Linked DNA regions of Ovis aries: region 1 is linked to region 2. The links are chromatin contacts, called in public Hi-C maps. All regions are on one chromosome and are shown on one strand. The core of a region is the stretch at or near the end of the contact, and the rest is flanking DNA. Distances in the headings are between cores, read along the strand shown.

The links. A called contact is a pair of places that touch in the nucleus more often than the background predicts.
Region 1: a Hi-C map of tail adipose tissue shows a contact between it and region 2, with 2.2 times the contacts expected there. The contact joins the enhancer-like site here to the promoter of GAPDH in region 2. A contact is called at or near these places in 2 of 16 Hi-C or Micro-C datasets (skin fibroblasts and tail adipose tissue).

What each region holds. Positions count from the first base shown.
Region 1 is chr3:209,792,463-209,797,030 of ARS-UI_Ramb_v3.0, forward strand. No RefSeq gene overlaps it. Among named protein-coding and RNA genes, the nearest start is that of CD27, 23 kb to the left of the region's middle. Within about 2 kb of position 2,544, at least 22 of the 54 cell types and tissues checked have an H3K27ac peak or open chromatin away from gene starts, as enhancers often do. A contact at or near this core is called in tail adipose tissue, where this site is marked.
Region 2 is chr3:209,707,949-209,712,451 of ARS-UI_Ramb_v3.0, forward strand. GAPDH (glyceraldehyde-3-phosphate dehydrogenase) reads right to left here and starts at 1,672. Exons shown (of 12, transcript NM_001190390.1): 1 at 1,652-1,672; 2 at 1,323-1,363. The coding sequence starts at 1,345. NCAPD2 (non-SMC condensin I complex subunit D2) reads right to left here. Exons shown (of 32, transcript XM_060414239.1): 32 at 4,252-4,503.

The DNA of each region.
Region 1 (4,568 bases), core at 1,294-3,793, 85 kb after region 2:
AGTTAGGCTGTTGATTTGAAATCTTGCTTTTTTTAATGTAGGAAAATGTGCTATAAAATTTCCACTTAGTACCACAATCACTACATCCCCAGAGTTTTAGTATGTTGTGTTTTCACTTGCCTCTAAGTATTTTATAATTTCCTGTGTGGTTTCTTCTTTGATCCATTAGTTGTTTAAAATGTAAAAGTGTAGTAAAAATATGTTGTTTAATTTCCACAATAGTGTGAATTTTACAGTCTTCATTTTGTTATTAATTTCTAACTTCATTCTATTGATCAGAGAAGATGCTTTTTATGATCAGTTCAGTTCAGTTCAGTCGCTCAGTCGTGTCCGACTCTTTGCAATCCCATGAATCGCAGCACGCCAGGACTCCTTGTCCATCACCAACTCCCAGAGTCCACCCAAACCCATGTCCATTGACTCGGCGATGCCATCCAGCCATCTCATCCTCTGTCGTCCCCTTCTCCTCCTGCCCCCAATCCCTCCCAGCATCAGAGCCTTTTCCAATGAGTCAACTCTTCGCATGAGGTGGCTTAAGTACTGGAGTTTCAGCTCTAGCATCATTCCTTCCAAAAAACACCCAGGGCTGATCTCCTTCAGGATGGACTTGGTGGATCTCCTTGCCGTCCAAGATATCTATCTTTTAAAATCTACTGAGGGACTTCCATGGTGGTCCGGCAGTTAAGACTCTGAGCTTCCACTGCAAGGAGCGTGGGTTTGATCCCTGGTCAGGAAACCAAAATTCTGCATTGCCATGTGATGCTACCAAAGAAAAGAAAAGAAACCAAAAAGAACTCAAATATATGTGAAGCTTAGCATGAGTCTGATTTCCGTCATCACTTCTTGTTGGGATCAGTTAAGCTTTGACCGGAGAAGCAAAACCACTGGGAGTAACATGGAATTAGGGACTGATGAAGGGTCTGTGATCACCATAGATCAGCCGGGAAGAAATGCCAGCTGTGAAGTGGGGGAGGGCTTGGAAGGACCACGTGGAACCTGCATCTGTCCCTCACAGCTCCAGCCTGGAAGATGTGGGTTGTTTGCAGAAGCGCTTGGCACCCTCCGCCGTGGAGAGGCACACACTCCTGGCCCAGGAGCTGGCATAGCTGAATGGGGAGGTCTGACAGGAGCAGGAGGCTGTGCAGGACTGGTTGTTGCTTCCTGGGCTGAAAAAGTGAACTGTCGGAGCAGCTGCGCTGGGTGGGGGCTGCCGCACCCTAGCACCCATGCTGACCCTCAGGGCAGTGGTTGCTGCTTCACTTCTGCCTTTCCACCTTTCAGACCCCACTCACACTTCTCTCATAGCCAGTCCTAATCTGGAACCACACAGAGAGGGAATTTCAAGAAACGCGGCTTCATCTTAGCCATGCTGGCAATGCCACTGTGTCGATCCCAAACCTTCCTGGAGTTAAAAGGACACCTGTCCACCAAGGGAACAGAGTTACTATCTCAAGTGGACAATGTATGAACAGGATCTGTGATGACTGTCTCAAGAAGACTCAAGTTATCTATTTGCCAGAGATTTGAAGCTAGGATGCCAGACCTGGGGCCAACGTACAACTAGGCGAGTCTTCTCGATTGGATACAATAAGTTCCCTGAAATATTTTAACCTCCATTTATAAATTTAATATTTTTGATTTTGTCTAAGTCCATAACCTTCCGATGGGTTTAGATTTGTACCTTGCCTTCTGGGTCCAAATTGCACCCTCGCTACAGTACATGGCGGCCCAGGACCCCACCCAAGCCTCAGCTAATTCTTGATAACTCTTTCCTTCAGCCTCGATAAGTATTGGATGTTTTCCTTATCCTGCCTGCTGCTGTTGTTGTTCAGCCGCTCAGTTGTGTCTGACTCTTTGCAACCCCATGGACTGCATCAGGCCAGGCTTCCCTGTCCATCACCGGAGTTTGCTCAAACTCATGTCCATTGAGCTGGTGATGCCATTCAATCATCTCACCCTCTGTCATTGCCTTCACCCACTGCCTTCAAACTTTCCCAGCGTCACGGTCTTTTCCAATGAGTCGGTTCTTCACATCAGGTGGCCAAAGTATTGGAACTTCAGCTTCAGCATCAGTCCTTCCAATGAATATTCAGGGTTGGTTTCCTATAGAACTGACTGGTTTGATCTTGCTGTCCAAGGAACTCTCAGAGTCTTCTCCAGCACCATAGTTTGAAAGCATCAGCCTTTTTAAAATTCTGTCTGAGTAGGTCACAGCTCTCTAGAGATGATTTCATAACACCCCACCAGCATCTGCAGACCTCTGTGCACAGCTGTGAACACACCCTAAAGACAGAGCTCTGAATGACGGCCCTGCAGGCCCAGGAGTAACCCGGGGAGTGGAGAGACAAGTGTGTGCTGCCTTCGCCTCTGATCAGGGTCTTCACAATTCAAGTTATGTGATCCAGGGAGACTCTGAGGAGGAACGTGGGGTCCAAGGTCACCTCTAGGGAAAGGACTGAAGCCAGCAGGAACATACACAAACTTTGTACAGAAAGGAGTGACTAAGCCTCCCCCGGGACACTGGGCTTGGGTAGAAGGGCTTTGTGGGCGGATTGGATAACCAGGAGCTTTGGCTCAGAGCTTGAGAAGCTTCTTTGAGCAAGAGGCAAGAGGTTCATGTCTGAGTGTTGGGTACCCCCTTGTGGCAGAATAATGTTTCTGTCTTGGGCGAGGGCACTACTTAGAAACCCAATACCCCAATCATCTGGCTCCAAGGCCATCCCGCCCCCGCCCTCCCCAAAGCTTCGCCCTGTCTGCAGAGCAGGTTGGGTTTCAGCAAGACCCAGGGATTTGGAGGAGCCCCTCAGGGAGGGCTGCTGATGGGTGGATGGACTCGGTTCCAAGGACTCCAGTCTGGGGCTATTGAGGCATTCGTCTTTGGTATGACCCCAGAGAGTACTGTTGAGTATTGTTATTGTTGTTCAGTCACTAAGTCGTGTTGGACTCTTTGTGACCCTGTGGACTGTAGGCCACCAGGCTCCTCTGTCCATAGGATTCTCCAGGCAAAAGTACTGGAGTGAGTTGCCTTGCCCTTCTCCAGGGGATCTTCCCAACCCAGGAATCAAACCTGGGTCTTCTGCACAGCAGGCAGATTCTTTACTATCTGAGCCACCAGGGAAGAGCCTCTTATCTGAACTTAAAAGCCCCTGTATTTCCCAGTCTATTTTAGCCAGACTCTAGACCAGTGGTTCTTACTCAGCTTTTCTGGGTCAAGGGGCTCCTTTGAGAATCTGAAAAGGACCCTTATCTCTCTTTGGAAAATGCACACAATATTGTGACTAGACTCAGCGAGTTACTGGACTCTTTGGGGAACCAGGGAATAGTCTGTAAAAGCCCCTACTCTAGACCTTCTGCTTCTGTTAGCTTCCCAGAGGCTTGATGCCCTTGAATGACTTACTGCCTTTTGGGGGAGACTGACAAAGTCTACTTAAGGACAATATCTTTGATGAGGGAGGAAGGATTCAGGGTAAAATGTTCTCTCGTGAGAGAAGGAACATTTGCTTCAAAGAGGCTAAAGAGCTGCCCTGTGTAGAGAAATGATCGTTCCTTTTGGGACAGTATCTGAGAAAGATCAATAATAGAAATAGTTAATGCGGCATAATGAGATGAAAGGCAATCTACTCTCTGGAAGGGCTTCATAAAGCAGCTCCTCTTAAACTCTATTTCAGATAGTCTGAAATGTCTCTGAAAGGTCTCAGCAGCAAGACAAAATATGTAGGAGATTTAAAAAAGCACAATAACTTGCTTCTAGAATAGAACTTGGGCAAAACTCACTGCTTCTAGAATAAAACTTAAACAAACTGACCCACGTCCCTTAGAGCTGCACCTTCAAAGGGATTTTATTTTGGTTGGATTCTATTCATTTGCTCACCAGCCATTTATATAATGCATGTTGAAAAGGGAATTCTCGAGTTGGTAAGAAATTCAGGCATCTCTCTCTCTCTTCTCTTTTTTTTGACCATGTCCCATGGCATGTGGAATCTTAGTTCCCCAACCAGGAATCAGACCCATGCCCCCTGCATTGAAAGCACAGCATCTAAACCACTGGACCACAAGGGAAGTCCAGCTGTCCCTTATTCTGATTCCTTTATTCTCAGACAAGCATCATGAGCACCAGAGAATTAAAAAGTCACTCACTCATTCATTCACTCCACTTTAGGGGTCACTTCCTATGCGTTAGGAACTGGCCTTTGTGTGAAGAATAAAAGAGGAGCAAACATTGAGAATAATCTAAAGGGGTAGAGAGGTGTGTAGACAAGCAACCGTAATTCAGTGAAGACAATTGCGCTAATGGAGGCTACTTCAAAAAAAGAGGAAGCTTAAATCCCAAACCCAACAACATCTGCTAGAGGAAGATGATGTCACAGGGGAGGCAGTGGTTGAGCTGATACTTGGTGGAGGAGTAGGGGGTTGCTGGGCAGGCTAGCTGTGTTTGCTCCAGGCTTCGGGAATGGTGTGCAGGCTGATCCATGCAGCAGGGGGCCAGGCCAAGGGCTGAGTGGGGCCTGAAATCCAGCCTGCACTCCATGAGGAGTACACGGCATGAGGAGGTACTTTTCCCTAGTTTT
Region 2 (4,503 bases), core at 422-2,921:
AAACCTACCCTCTCTCCCCCACAAAAGAGGAGAGGGAGAACTGGTTTCTCAACCCCCTCATCCTGGGGTTCTGACTTGCTCAGCACCTATCCTTCCAAGCTCTTCCAAAAATCAGGATTGGGAGCCAACAGTTATTAGGGAGTAGGGGGGTGGTGGCGGAGAGCAAAAGCCCAGGCCCCCAGCTGCAGAAAGGTCAGGCAGCTATATTTAACCCCAGCTTAGGTGGAGCGGGGATCTGGTTTCTGGAGGATGGGATGGGGAGAAGGGCAGGATTCCCGGGGCTCACAGACACTTAATCCTCCTGGTGACCTTTATAGCCTGGCCTTTAGGGTGGGGTCAGCTCCAGGCAAAGATGGGGGAAAGGAGCCTCGAGGAGAGCCGGCAAGACCACAGGGGCTGCAGCTCTGGGAGCCATTTTGTGGTGGAAAATTTCTAAGTATCCATGACTCAGCTCCCCCAAGCATGGCGCCTAGCCACGGCCACCACACCTCTCCGGAAAAGGAAAGGAGAAACACCCCCAAACTGCAAGACCCCTCCCACGAGCCCACGTTTTGAATTCGTCAGAGAACCATCTAGGAAAAGCATCCTCTCATTCTTGGGAGTGGAGGAGGGGGGGGGGGCCGCGGAATTTGGCCGGCAGTTTAAGTGATGGTCTGGGGTTACTAGGATCAGAGTTGAGGTCCAGCTGCAAGAACGGGAAAGCCTGGCCTCACCTGGCCTATGGGCTAAACGTGACTCCATCCCACGAGGCAGGGGTAGGAGCGTTAGTCACGGGCAAGGAAGGCGAAAAGACGGCAGGGCTAAGGAGGGTTTCCTAATGGGCAGTTCATTCATTTCCTTCCTAGCCAGTTGCAACATGGCGGCTGGGTTACCGCAGATGACCCCTCCCAGCTGGTTCTGTGCGCAGCTGTGCCTCCTGGCACCCCCGGGGCTGCGCCTGCTGGGGGCACGGGCTGGGGTGGGGGTGGGGGACGGGCTCCTCCCCGGCACGTGACCCCGCAGAGCGCGAAAGGAAAGAAAAGAGCCCCAGGTGCGGGATTAGGGGATGCGGCCCAAGCAAGAATTGGAATTTCCTGTGTATCTGCTGCAAAGTGGTGGAAGGTTCCTCAGGGGCGCAGTATAGCTGGAGATGGGGGGCACACGAGGCCTTCGAGGGCCTCCTCCAGGTCTGAGCGCTGACCTTGAATTCTCCTTGCGGGGGGCGGTGGGTACGACCACCCTATCCAGGTTCTCCTCGCGCTTGCAGAGACCCGCTAGCGCAATGCGGTGAGGACCGCAAGACTGCCCTGCCCCACCCCACTCCACCCCTGCTCGTAACTCACCCGTTCACTCCGACCTTCACCATCTTGTCTCAGGGATGCGGCTACGGGCAGAGGAAGGTGAGCATTAGAGCGCGGGGCTAAGAGGACGGAATCCAGCGCTGACCACCTCTCCCCACCAGGTCCTCCCCTCCCCTCCCCCCAAGCCTCCATCCAGGACCTGCGCTTCCGCACGTCCTTCCTCCCGCCCCTGCAATGCGGGGGGCCCGGCTGGGCGCGATCAGTCAACCCCAGCCCCAGCAGCCGCACACCCGGCGCCCGAACTCCCCCTCGTCCCTTTTGGGTGGGCCTATCCCCCAGCCCTTTGTGCCTCCTCTCGGCCAGGCTTTTACCTGGCACAGCACAGAAGTTACGGCTATCTGTCGAACGGGCAGGAGCAGAGAGCGCAGGAGGAGGCTGCAGCCCGAATTTATAAGGGATGGGGGGCGGGGAGGGGGTGTGGCGACGCGGGCCCGCCTCGCCCAGTCCCAGCCCCTGGGGTGCGGAGGCCTGAGCTACGTGCGCCCGTAAACTTGCGAGTAGTCGGCCTACCGCTTTTTTTTTGGGTCCGCCAGGTTCTTGAACTGTGCACGCACCGCGCGTGTGGGCTGAGGACGACGTGGGGGAGGGGACTGAGACTGGCCCGAAGGAGGAGGGGGACCGGCGATGGTAACTGGTGGGGAGGAGGGAGCACTGCGGGAGAGAGTAAACTCGGGGCCGGAGGCCCTGGAGAAAAATGTGGACACCTGGGAGCCAGGGAGGTTAAAGCTGCCGCAAGGATATAACGGGAGGACCTGGGGAGTCGGCTGGATGGAGAATTGGAGCAGGAACAGCTCGCGGCTGCAGGCTCCCCCGTTCCCGCCCCCGCTTCCCCTGCTTTCAAAGGCTGAGAAGCCGGAAGGCTGAGGAACGTCTCGAGGCTCTTCGGTAGTGACACCCGCGTTGCAAAGAACGGGAGGGGCCTCCAGCCGGCTACCTCCCCGCTCCTCCACTTTCCCCCACTCCCCCATAACTTGGCTTCGGGCCTCTCTGGGCCGGGGGCCGATTTGGGCACTAGGCTGTGGGGGCCTGGAGCGGAAGGAGGCTCCGGAGGACGCATGAGGCGGGGAGGTTTCAGCACTGAAGGTCACAATGTCCTGCAGTGCAGTCAGCAGACCTGAGAAACCGGGCCCTGGGTGCACCAGCGGCTCTTCCCCAGCCTCGGGCGGGGGCCCCAGGCGCGGGATAGCATCTCTGTTGGGGGCTGGGCGGATAGAGGCCTGAGGCCTCCCACAAAGGCGCTCCTGGGAAACCTGAGGGCTGTGCGGCCCGGGCTGGGAGACAATGCCCCTTTCACCCTGTCCAGCTTGGTCCGCCCCCGGGGCTGAGAGCTGGACGTGAGGGCGGAAGTCCCTCCCCATCCTGGGACGTGCAGGCCAGCCCTGGAGTCAGGGCCTCCCTTTCCCGTGGCTGCGTCCAGGAGATGTTGGGGGCTGCGTGAGGAGTCCAGAATAGGGGAAAAAAAATCAGGAGTCTTGGGCACTTGGTGGGACCAGGCCCCGGCTCCTCTCCACAGGTGATGTGGAGGAAGGAATCCATTCCTCTTCAAGCCCAGTCAGTAAGAAGCCAGGGACTGTGCCGGGGCTGTGAACTGAGGATGTTGGAAGGGCTGGATCTGAGGACTCAAGGGTTGAGGGTTTGTAGGGGAGGGGGGTGGGGTGGGGTAGAATAGACATTGCCCATCAGCAGGTGCTGGGGGACAGAACTGGGACCTCTTTGCTGGCCCAGCGTAACATGAGACCAGCCCCCTTCTCCAGCTGAAAAGCCTGTGGCTAAGTTTAGCCCAGCTGGTGATAACCTTTGCTTAAAAGGCAGAGAGCACGTGGTCCTGCACCCCGACTCCAGCGGTTCCTTCCCTTTCTGGGACTGTCTTCCTCCAATGTTTGCTGTGGCGGGTAGCCATCTGCATGGTCCACGCCCCAGGCTTTGCAAGAGCAGGGCCAGTGGGCACCTCATGGCGAGGGGTGGCGCCACACTGAGGAGCCTGCTGGGAAGTGGATGGGGCTTCCTCTCTAGCGCCAAGGACACAGTACTTTGCCTGAAGAGGGCCTTAGCAGGACCTCCCACCCCCGCCCTCCCACACTGCCCATAGCATGCCCTTTGCCACACGCCTGTCATTTCTCATTACTGCCCTTTGCTGAAAGGAGGGAGTTCAGTGCCCAGGGACCATGGACTGACGCAGTCTGCTGTTGTCATGACAGCAGAGACCAGTGTAGTCATGGCAGCAGCCACACTGCCTACAGTTCAGGTGACTCAGCAGAGAGGACCTGGGGAGTAGAAGGGGGTGGGCAGGGCCTGCATCTAGGGGCTGACTTCCTGCAGACCCTATAACATTGCGAGGAAACCCTGGGGGACCGTCTCCAGAGACACTGTCTAGAGCTGGAGGGGACTCATGACCTGGTCTTCCATCAGCCCGGCCAGCTCAGTCACCTGTCTTTAGAGGGGCACGAGTGGGGGTGGGGGCAGGACAAAGCGAGCTGTTGGGCAGAGGGTTTCCCAACCCCAGCCCTCACTGGCTGACGCATCCTTTTTTTGTGGTGGGAACTGTCCTGTGCATTGTCAGATATTTAGCAACATCCCTGGCCTCTCTCTACCCACTGGCTGCTGGTAGCACCCCTCTCTGCTAGGTTGTGACGAAGAAATAGTCTCTAGAGGTTGCCAAATGTCTCCCAGAGGGTAAAATGGCCCCCAGATTGAGAAGTGTGGCTCTGGAGTCTAGGCGCTGCCTAATTCTACAAAGCAGAGCATCCTGCCACGTGCAGGGGGGAGGCTGGGGAGAGATGAGGCACTGAGGGGCTGGACACACATCAGACCCCTGGGCTCAGCGCCTCCCTCCGGACTAGCAACCCTCTGCTGCTGCCTGCCTCCGGGCTAGCGAGAAAGATGAGACAAAGACAAGCTTAGGAAAAACCTCTAAAACTATATAAAAATATTTATTCATTAGAAAACAAGAAAACTAACAAACACACATATATATATACATTCCAAGGAAAGCAGCTCAACTCAGTTCAGTTGGCCTAGTTTAAGAGCAAAGCCTTACGTTATAATGACCACTTATGCATTAAAAAACCAAGGAGACAGGCAAACAAGTATTTTACAAAGGGAATGAATTCAGGGTCATTCTTTATAAGACACTTGCACAGCAGGGTTGGGATAGGCAAGGCTG